Linked DNA regions of Hordeum vulgare: region 2 is linked to region 1. Evidence: chromatin contacts called from public Hi-C data. All regions are on one chromosome and are shown on one strand. The core of a region is the stretch at or near the end of the contact, and the rest is flanking DNA. Distances in the headings are between cores, read along the strand shown. Region 1 holds the start of LOC123442898 (transcription factor MYBS3-like). Region 2 holds the start of LOC123442899 (zinc finger CCCH domain-containing protein 2).

Region 1 (4,526 bases), core at 632-3,131:
GTGATGGCATTTTGTTAATGCCATGCCAGCAACACACGCACGATTACTGAGGCTGGCATACATGCTGCTAATGTACGTAGCACGCCACTAACAAAGGCTCTTTCTTCTTCTTGTTGTTCGTCGTCGTCGTCGTCGTCAAGATCTCTTTTTGGCCGTCGTCTCGGTAGTCTTTGGCTCGCTCTAGGTGACCCTGATGGTTCCGAAAAAGGGCGTCCTCGGCGACGGCGACGAACCGGCGGCGGCACCGGCCTGCTGATCGGTCTTCCGGGCGGCCGTCGACGCGATCTTGAGCTCCAGGTCAGGTGCCTGCCGAGGAGGAGGATTCGCATTTGCCACCAGGCCCAGGGAAGGAGGGAGCTTCGGCGCACGGCTCACCGACGGCGACGAGAAGCTCGGCATCAGAGTCAGGCACGGAGGTAGCGCCGCGTCCGGCCTCGGCCGGCTGGCGCCGAGGGAAAGAGCAGGGAACGTTAACCCCATCGCGTCCACGGAGCTGGTGGCGTCGGGTTTTAGCCTGTGGCGACGCTCGGTGGTTGCTCTGTCGCCATTCTTCTCGACCTGAAGAGACCATGTCAGCTGTTTCGTTGCTGTTGATATTATTGCTACGTGCAAGTGCAACGAGGATGACGACGATGAAGGGTAGTACGTCACGTACCACGTCGAAGAGGCTGGAGCGCCGCTTCTTCTGCGCGAGGCCGGCCTGCCGGAGGAAGTACTTTTGGGCGTGGCTGGCCACCTGCGTCGGCGTGCGCGTGGTGACGAAGTGCCGGGAGATGCCTCGCCAGTCGCCTTTCCCGAGCTTCTCCAGGCCGGCCAGGAACCTCCGGTGCTCGTCCTCAGTCCATGGAACCCCTGGTCACAATCCACTTACAAGTTCAGTATGAACATAATCTGACATCTTATTAGTAAGATGAAAAACATGGCACTAAATTCTACCAGTACCAACCTAAAGAAATGATATTTAGTGTTCTGAAATAAATGACTAAGTAGCTGCAGGGATGCAAACAAAGTCAGCTGCCATGCTATCCCTCATCAAGTTGGCAGACAAACTTATGGACAGCAACGGATGGCACAATTGGAGAAGAGGATCCAAATAAACACTCATGCGTCAACTAGAATCTTCAGATTTTTAGTTGAAAAAGAGAGTATCTTCAGATTATTTCATAATCGGAACACATAGATATCATGATGATGATTATCAAAGATCATAATCGCCCAGATCCAAAGCATGGTTAATGAAAGCGTGTCACAGTGGTGTGCCGAACCAAGGAACAGTTGAAGAAATAGCAGGATGGACTCACCTTTCTTCCTCTCCTGAGCCCTGCCCATGAGTCCGTCCGAGAGGTACCCGTGGCCCATCTTCTCCGGGCTCTCCTCCACCGAGACGAGCGACGACGACGAGGACACGGACGACGACGAGTTGGACGCGGCAACACCCACGGCCGCGGCCGCCGCGTAGTAGGCCGACGCCGACGACGACAGGCACTCCATACTGAAGCTCTTCTTGAGAGGCGCAGCGCCCACTTGCAGCTGCACCCCGAACAGCCTCAGGCCACCGCCGCCGCCGCTCTCGAGGCCTCTGTGGCCGCTGCAGGTCCTCGAGTTGTGGCCATTGTGGCCGCAGCTCGAGCATTTCCTCGCCATGCCGATCCACGGCACACAAGGTTGGAAACCAAGAAGGTTGGAGAAGAAGGAGATAATTCGTCTGGCTCTCAGGCCCCGGGATAAGATGATGGTGTGGACTGCGGGGGAGACGTAGCATCTGGGGCTTAATAGAGGAGAAAGGTGTGGCGGGGGACTAGTGATTTGCTGGGGAGCGCACACCTGTGCCGATGAAGGCGACGCATTGGCATCGCATCGTCTCCCTTTAAGGTATTGACAAATTCAATCAAGTGCTGGGAATGCTGGCATATTTAACTGCACCTGGAATCCGGTGGAATCTGCCCAGTCCCTGGATGCCAATAATGCCATCGCCCCGTCGCCGTCATGCCGTATATGTTGCTCCTGTATGGCTCATATCAGGAATCCTATACCATCGCCTCTCTGTGTTTTCCTCTCCTCTCTAAGTCCGGCATGGTTAACCGATTGGAAAAGTCTTGTGTTAGCCTCTTTTAGGAAAAAAAATCCCTCTAATGGTGTACTACTAATAACCAGTACTGAAAGCCACACACAAGCAATGTGAAGTGCCAGAAAATATCTACAGAAAGTCTGTTTTGCTGGCTCATACATACTACGTACAAATCAATGGATGGATGGACATGACATGAAAGAGTTTCACTTTCACCCCCAGATGCATTTCCAAGTTGCAGTAAACGAGAAGAGAGAAAGATACTGTTTTGCTACGTCCTGAGCGGCTTGGAATCTTGTATTCTAGTGCACGCAACTAAGTATGAGAAAACGAAATAGGAGATTCAACGGAGATAGGGTTGTGATTAACAAAGCTGAGGACACAAGGTTGTTGGGGTTGCTCAAGGGTTGTGGTGCAGTTCTTTTAGCTTCCATTGTCCCAAGGACCAAAGGACATTGGCTAATAACAGGAGTGACAGGGAGGAGGAGCAGAAGAGGCCTTTCTATGCAAGCAAGCATAGTTGTTATCAAGGTTAGGTGCCAAGATCCAAGATTGGACAAAAAGGTCGTCACCATAACAACCACAAAAAAGTGAGACGTGCTAGTATTCTGTACCTTACACAGCTATTGGAAAATATTTTCTAGCCAGTTTATCTTTGGTTCCGGGATAGAAAATGCCAGACAAGTGCTTGTTCTACTCCTACTCCCTCGGTTTGTGCTGTGTTCTCACTGGAGTTTTGGCAATGGCATCCATTTTCTATGCTTCCTACCACGAACTCTGTATGGGCCATATGCCTTCCCATCCATTGGTAGATCAAGTAATCAACAACCGGCCAGTCTTTGGTCCTCAAGACTACACATATGGAGATAAGATGAAGTTTGTCCTGGCCTAATTAATCCACACCAAACCAGGGCGAGTTAAAGAAAGTTGAAGAAGGTAGGTGCCTCATTCAGATTAACAAATCACATGCGTTTAAGTTATCTCCAGTGTTTTTGACAATCTTAAGTTATCTCTAGTGTGTACGCATGCAAAATGGATCATACCAATTACCAAGTCTTAGTTTTACTTGACAATTTAGTCCACCCATATTTTACTGACAACAGCGATTGCTTAGCGTCCTAAGGCTTCTGCTATACTATACTCCTACATGTTGAAAATATCTTTGCTACATGTGTGCCTACAAGCATATCCCGATGCCTCAGCGCGATCATGAATATGCTACAGTGCCCTGCTGACAACGACGATTTCAATTATTGATAGCACAAGCAGTAGTACTTCTCTAGAATAACTTATCGGAGGTGTTGTGTTGCTACAGTATTGTAAAGAACATTTCTGTGCATATCCTTCTCTGTTCATAGAAGGAACAATAGTATGCTGAGTAATTTCTGAGAGAGGCGAAGTTGTCCATGTCTTTCAATGAGATCGTGAGTATCGTTTTGGTGGACTAGACTTTGACGATCCACTACGAACGTGTGAGGACGTCGCGCGTTAGCAATCGCTAAACCAACTCCGAGAGGTTATTGATCACATCGGAGCACGATCAACCTGACCACGAAGGTTTGTTTCCTGCACGCAAACGAAGAACAAGCAAGAAACCAAGATTGTAATCAAGATATTGCGAATATAAGAGGAAAACTTTATTGATGAAGGTGGGGTTCTGTGACGCATTTGTCTGGTCGTAGAACACAAACGAAGAACGGGAAGTTGCAACTATGGCAAACTTGTAATCTAAACAAAACCCAAGTCTAAACGGTGCCCTAAGAGCTGTATATATGAGGGAATAGAGAGGCAATTTCGTGACCCTTGGAGGAGAGGTCCGAAAACAGCCCTAAACTCGGTTTCCCCACACATACGGACTCTAAAAATAGCATATATTATGGTATTTCAAAATTACATGTGCCTGGCCCAAAAATAAGGTGGCGCAACACCTATAATAGCCTATGGACGAAATTTATAAAGTGGCGTCTTGAATATTTCGTCCAAAGCCTTCATGCTCTCCTTATGGTGGCTTTAGAGTGCGAAAATCACCAGCGGAAGCTTCATTGTTCTCTCCCGCGCGTGTACCTTCTTCTTCATGCTTGATCCCGCTCCAACGGATATCCTTCTTATCCATGCTAGGTCCTTCGTTCATGAGCACAACAAAAGTATCTAACTTAGGCAACATCATATGTTCATGAACATTAAAAGTATTCCCAAAAAACAAAGTATCTGGTAATTCAATTGGCGTGCACGAGTTCTAATAACTGGTCCAGTATGTATGGTAGCTGGGGCTGTGGGTGTAATAATTGTGTTGATGTCCTCATCATCCTCCCCTTCTTGAACTGAAGTCATCCTCGATGGAAGCTCATCTTCCTCACCCAAATATGGCTACAAATCTGCAATGTTATAAATGGGACTAACCCCAAAATCTGCAGGCAGCTCAAGTCTATATGCATTATCATTTATTTTCTCTAACACT
Region 2 (4,526 bases), core at 1,108-3,607, 290 kb before region 1:
TACCAATCCCCTCCGGCCGCAGGGCCAGCGCACCAAAGGGGGAAAACGACCAGCCGGCCACTCCGGCGCCGTCTCGCTCGCCGGTCTCTCTCGCGGGGGGTTCCACGCCCACATCGCTCCCATACTGTTCCAACCATCCGAGTTCACCAGCCACCGTTGTCGACCACTCCGCCTCAACCGTCGCCGGACACGCGCGCCGGCCCGCCACCACCACGTCACCGCAAGCGCCAACAACGATCGCAATCACAACCATTTCGTTTCATTCACACTTTTTTACTGGAAGAATGGATGGGAAGATAGATATAGCAAGACGTGCGCAACACAAGAAAGAAAAAAGGGGCAAAAGGGTAAATTATTTTACCGATATGATATGATATGATATGACAGGAGATAGATAAACATCATTTACTTGATAATAGCGAAGGATTACACAAATACATTGGGGGGGGAGTTGATTCATCGCCATTGGATGAACCAAGGATTAAAGGCCGCTAAGCGGCTAAGGCAGTAGTACAAAATATGGTGTGGGGGATCGGATCGTCGATCGCCATCCTTACGAAGGATTACATTAATTAACAAAATGTGAAATCGGTCGGTCTTCAGCTAGTCCAGATGATGCACTAACGAGGACGATAAAGAAACAACAACAGCGCCAGTAATCACAGGAATCAAGTCCACCTTCCAACCCTCTCATCGTCACCACCACCAGCCAGCTTCCCTTCCATGCTTCACCACCCACCCTTCCACCTATGCACAACACAACAGATAGGACCACCACCATCCAAGTTCCAATCCACCTCTTCCCTCCTTTTTTTGGTAATTTTTCCTTTTGGGTAAATTCCTACTTCCTCAAGAACCCCAAAACAAATCCACCCATCCTCCTCCTTCATCTTGCCTCCCTTCCGCCAACCAGGAATATTCACATGGGAGATAGATAGCAGCTATGTACAGGAATTTGCAGCAACTTGAAATAGCAAAAGAAACTTGAGGATAATTTTTTTGGGGTGCCATTTTTCTTCCTTCTTCTTCTTACCGCCACCTCCGTCATGCCATCTTGTTGAGCGACTCCGCAAAGTAAACTTGGAAGAAGGAACGGGCTGCCTCAGTTGATGAGGTCTGAGACCCACCCGACGTCGGGGCCTCCTCCTGCTCCGGCACCGACGTCGCAGCTGCGGGGCGCGGCGCCGTCTCGGCTCAGCCGCTCGAACACCTTCTCCCGGAGCGCCCTCCCGGACTCCACCCTCTGAACCGGCTCCTCGTCGTCGAGGAAGCGGAGGTTGAGTGGCTCCAGGTTGGCCATGAAGCTGGAGGCGCTGGTCTGAGTGCCCATGGGGGTGGTGGGGAGGCTGTAGAGGCCGCCGGCCTTGGGCGAGCCGTAGGCGGCAGGGGAGGTGGGGTAGGCGGGCCACCCACCGGACGGCGACGCCTGCGCCTTGGCGAGGCGCAGCTGGCGGAGCGAGGCGAGGACGTCGTTCACGGGCGACCCAACGCCGGGCCATGAACCGCGGCGGAAGGAGGCGGCGGCCCCGTCGGGAGACAATGGCGGCGACTCGGACGGGGGCGACTTGGGCGGGGAGGAGAGCAGGGTGCTGGTGGGCGAGGAGGACATGATGCTCTTGCTGAGGTAGCTCTCGAACGCCTGGCGCCGGAGCGGGGAGCCGTCGTAGGACTCGGCGAGCGGGGACAGCGGCGTGCTCCTGGGGCTGGAGTGCTGGGACGGCATGGCGCGGAGCTGGTCGGGGGTGTGGGCGAAGAAGCAGACGCGGCGGCGGCAGGCGGTGCCGTCCTTGCAGGGCTGCGTGCGGTAGCGCGCCGGGTGGAGCCAGCACTCGAAGACGCCGTGCGCGTACTCGCAGGCGTCGCCGCGCTTGCATCCGCCCTTGCGGAAGTCGGGGCAGGCGGTGCCGGAGTAGTGGTACTTGCGCGGGTCGCGGCGGCGCGCCTTCTCCCCCGGGTGCGCGAAGGGGCACTCGGTCCAGTCGTGGCTCCGGCCGCGCGCGCACCGGCGCACCTTGAAGTCGTACATGCGGAACTCGTCGCACGCGTACGCGTCCACCGCGGCCGCCATGGCCGCCGCCTCGTCCTCGTCATCGCCGCCCGCGCCCGCCATGTCGTTGCACGGCAGGTACTGGCGCAGCGCGGCGAACAGGAACGGCGTCTCGTCGCCACCGCCGGCGTCGACGCCGCTCACCGGGAGGTTGCCCCACGGCGGCACGCTCACTCCCTCGCTCATCATCATCATGTCTAGGCTGAGAGCTGGGCGCTGCCTCTGCTCTACCGTCTGCTCTACGGGAAGGAAGAGATCTGCTAGTGGACTGAAGGTGGGTGGGTCTCGGACGGATTGTGGAGAAGAACACCAAGCGGCGCGCGCTTATAAACACCCTCGCCCACAACCACAGACGGCGCGGTCGTACAAGCTAACTGACGCCGTTGCCTCCCCGCACGGCGGTAGCCAGGCAGCCACCCCGCTGACCCCGCTGACACGTCGCCCCCACCGGAGTCCCATGGCCCACGGTCAGCGAGAGGGAACGAGGCGAGGCGGGGATAAAGGGGCGGTACGGAGCGATACACGCGGCGGGCGGGGAGGCATGCGGGAGGGCGAGGTGTCTCGAGCGGGGGACGGGTCAGGGACACGTCGTGGAGTGGGGAGGGAGGGAGCCCTACGATCTTTTTTTTTTTTTTTTTGAGGGGAGCGGGCTACGTGTATAGGTTGGGGGTTTGGGGTTTGGGGTCCGGTCCGGGGGAAGATATTGGGTTCGTGTAGTTTCTGGAAACCTGGGGTAGGGAGTGGTGGCGCGGCTTGGACAGATGCGTGCATGCAGATGGGTGCTTGCCCTTTTTTCCTTTTTTTTTTCTTTTCTTTCCCAACTCCCGAGCGTGTATGTGTACCGCTGCACTCGCATGTGCCTGTCACCGGTTTGGCTGCGTCCGATTTTAGAATCGTCCTGCCTTTCCACTTAGCGTAGGAGCAACTATTAACTATGCTCCGCTGGATTATTTCTCTCTGAAGGAGTACTAGTGTGGCAAAGAATTATTTTGACTGTTAACGTCCGTAAATTCCGTAAGAGCGTCTCCGATAGGTTATTTATATGGATGTCTATATTCGTTTTTCAAGATGTGAGACCACAACAGGCGTTCAGTAGCTTGTCTATGCAATCATTCAAACATGTACATTTTTCAAATCGACATTGACAATGTGAAGACATCATCCAAACTCAATTGTAGTCACAATTTCTACCTTTCATCCATCATGGTCTCCGTATATATATATATATATATATATGTTTTAATGCAAAATTAAATTTAAAGTTGAGAAAAATAATAGATTATGATTTATATAAATATTAAAATATTAAAATATACACATGCTATTGAAGATGCTTTAATAATAACGGTTGTTGAAAACGGACATAGATCCATGAGCATTCTCCTGGGTGTAAATAGCAAATATTATTCATGAGTGAGAAATATTGATCAAAAGATAATCACAAATATCTTAAGAGGACAGAACTAGATATTTGTGTGAGGGTAGGGGGAAAGTTTCCAGGATGTCCACATCCATGTAGTTCTAAATAATTTTATGTTAGAAACCTAAACTTAGCTGCTAACTTAAACTGGGCGTATTATTATTGACAGTTGGAAACGTTGGAGATTTTCTAGACGGAACAGCAACAAATATAACAAATATCTAACGACACGCGCACACATAAGCTTACAAAGAGGAACTCTAGCAAACCCCATAAAAGGTTGCGGCTCGTAGAATTTCGGTAGTATACGGATTGGTCCTTTTTTGACCAAACTAGACTCCGTATATTCGGGCCGGTCCGTAATCAAATTAGAGTTGCCCACAAACACACACGTCACCCCCTTCACCCCTCTCGTACGGTATATATACGGATGCGCAAGGTCGATACTCGTCGAAACCCTATGTTTTTGTCGCCGCAATTCCCCATTCATCGCCTCTATTTCCCTACGTCGATGGCTAAAGTTCGCCGCCCACCCGTTGATCCGCGGGATGTGGAGCTTCGGCCGGCGCGACAACAATAACCTCGAGCAGAGGCGTTGCGTCATAGCTGGTGTGGCATGGAAGCGCTCCGCCCTACAGTACACGAACTGCGGACTTGAGCCACCGTCGTCGCTCCTCCGCCGCTAGACGGAGGAATACGACCACACACACAGCGCTCTTCTTTAGCGCATGCAGCTCCTCCGAGGCGTCGAGCTCCCGCTCGTCGCACACCCCAATGAAACGGGAGCCAGAGAAGCTTCCCTCGCTCCGTACGGTCAAGAAGGAGGCTGAGCGGCGGGGCGATGGCATTGCCGAACTAGAGGACTTCCTCCCTCTGGCTCTGGTGAAGGCGGACGCCATCAAGGCCGCCATTTTCGCACGCAGTGCGCGGTAGGAGGAAGAGGAGTTGTAGCGTCGCTCGCGAAAGGATAAAACCAATGTTGTGCTCTACGGGTAGGGCCTCGCGAAGGCCATCGCGTTCGACGAGAAGGAGGTGGCACCGTTGTTGGAAATATGACCT

The links. A called contact is a pair of places that touch in the nucleus more often than the background predicts.
Region 2: a contact with region 1 is called in a Hi-C map of leaf, with 5 times the contacts expected there. The contact joins the promoter of LOC123442899 here to the promoter of LOC123442898 in region 1. A contact is called at or near these places in 1 of 6 Hi-C or Micro-C datasets (leaf) and 1 of 1 datasets of contacts at active chromatin or transcription factors (embryo).

What each region holds. Positions count from the first base shown.
Region 1 is chr3H:45,057,587-45,062,112 of MorexV3_pseudomolecules_assembly, reverse strand. It overlaps LOC123442898 (transcription factor MYBS3-like), which reads right to left and starts at 1,881. Exons shown (of 3, transcript XM_045119078.1): 1 at 1,302-1,881; 2 at 656-852; 3 at 1-558. The coding sequence starts at 1,644. The coding sequence ends at 181.
Region 2 is chr3H:45,348,730-45,353,255 of MorexV3_pseudomolecules_assembly, reverse strand. LOC123442899 (zinc finger CCCH domain-containing protein 2) reads right to left here and starts at 2,357. Exons shown (of 1, transcript XM_045119079.1): 1 at 392-2,357. The coding sequence starts at 2,242. The coding sequence ends at 1,103.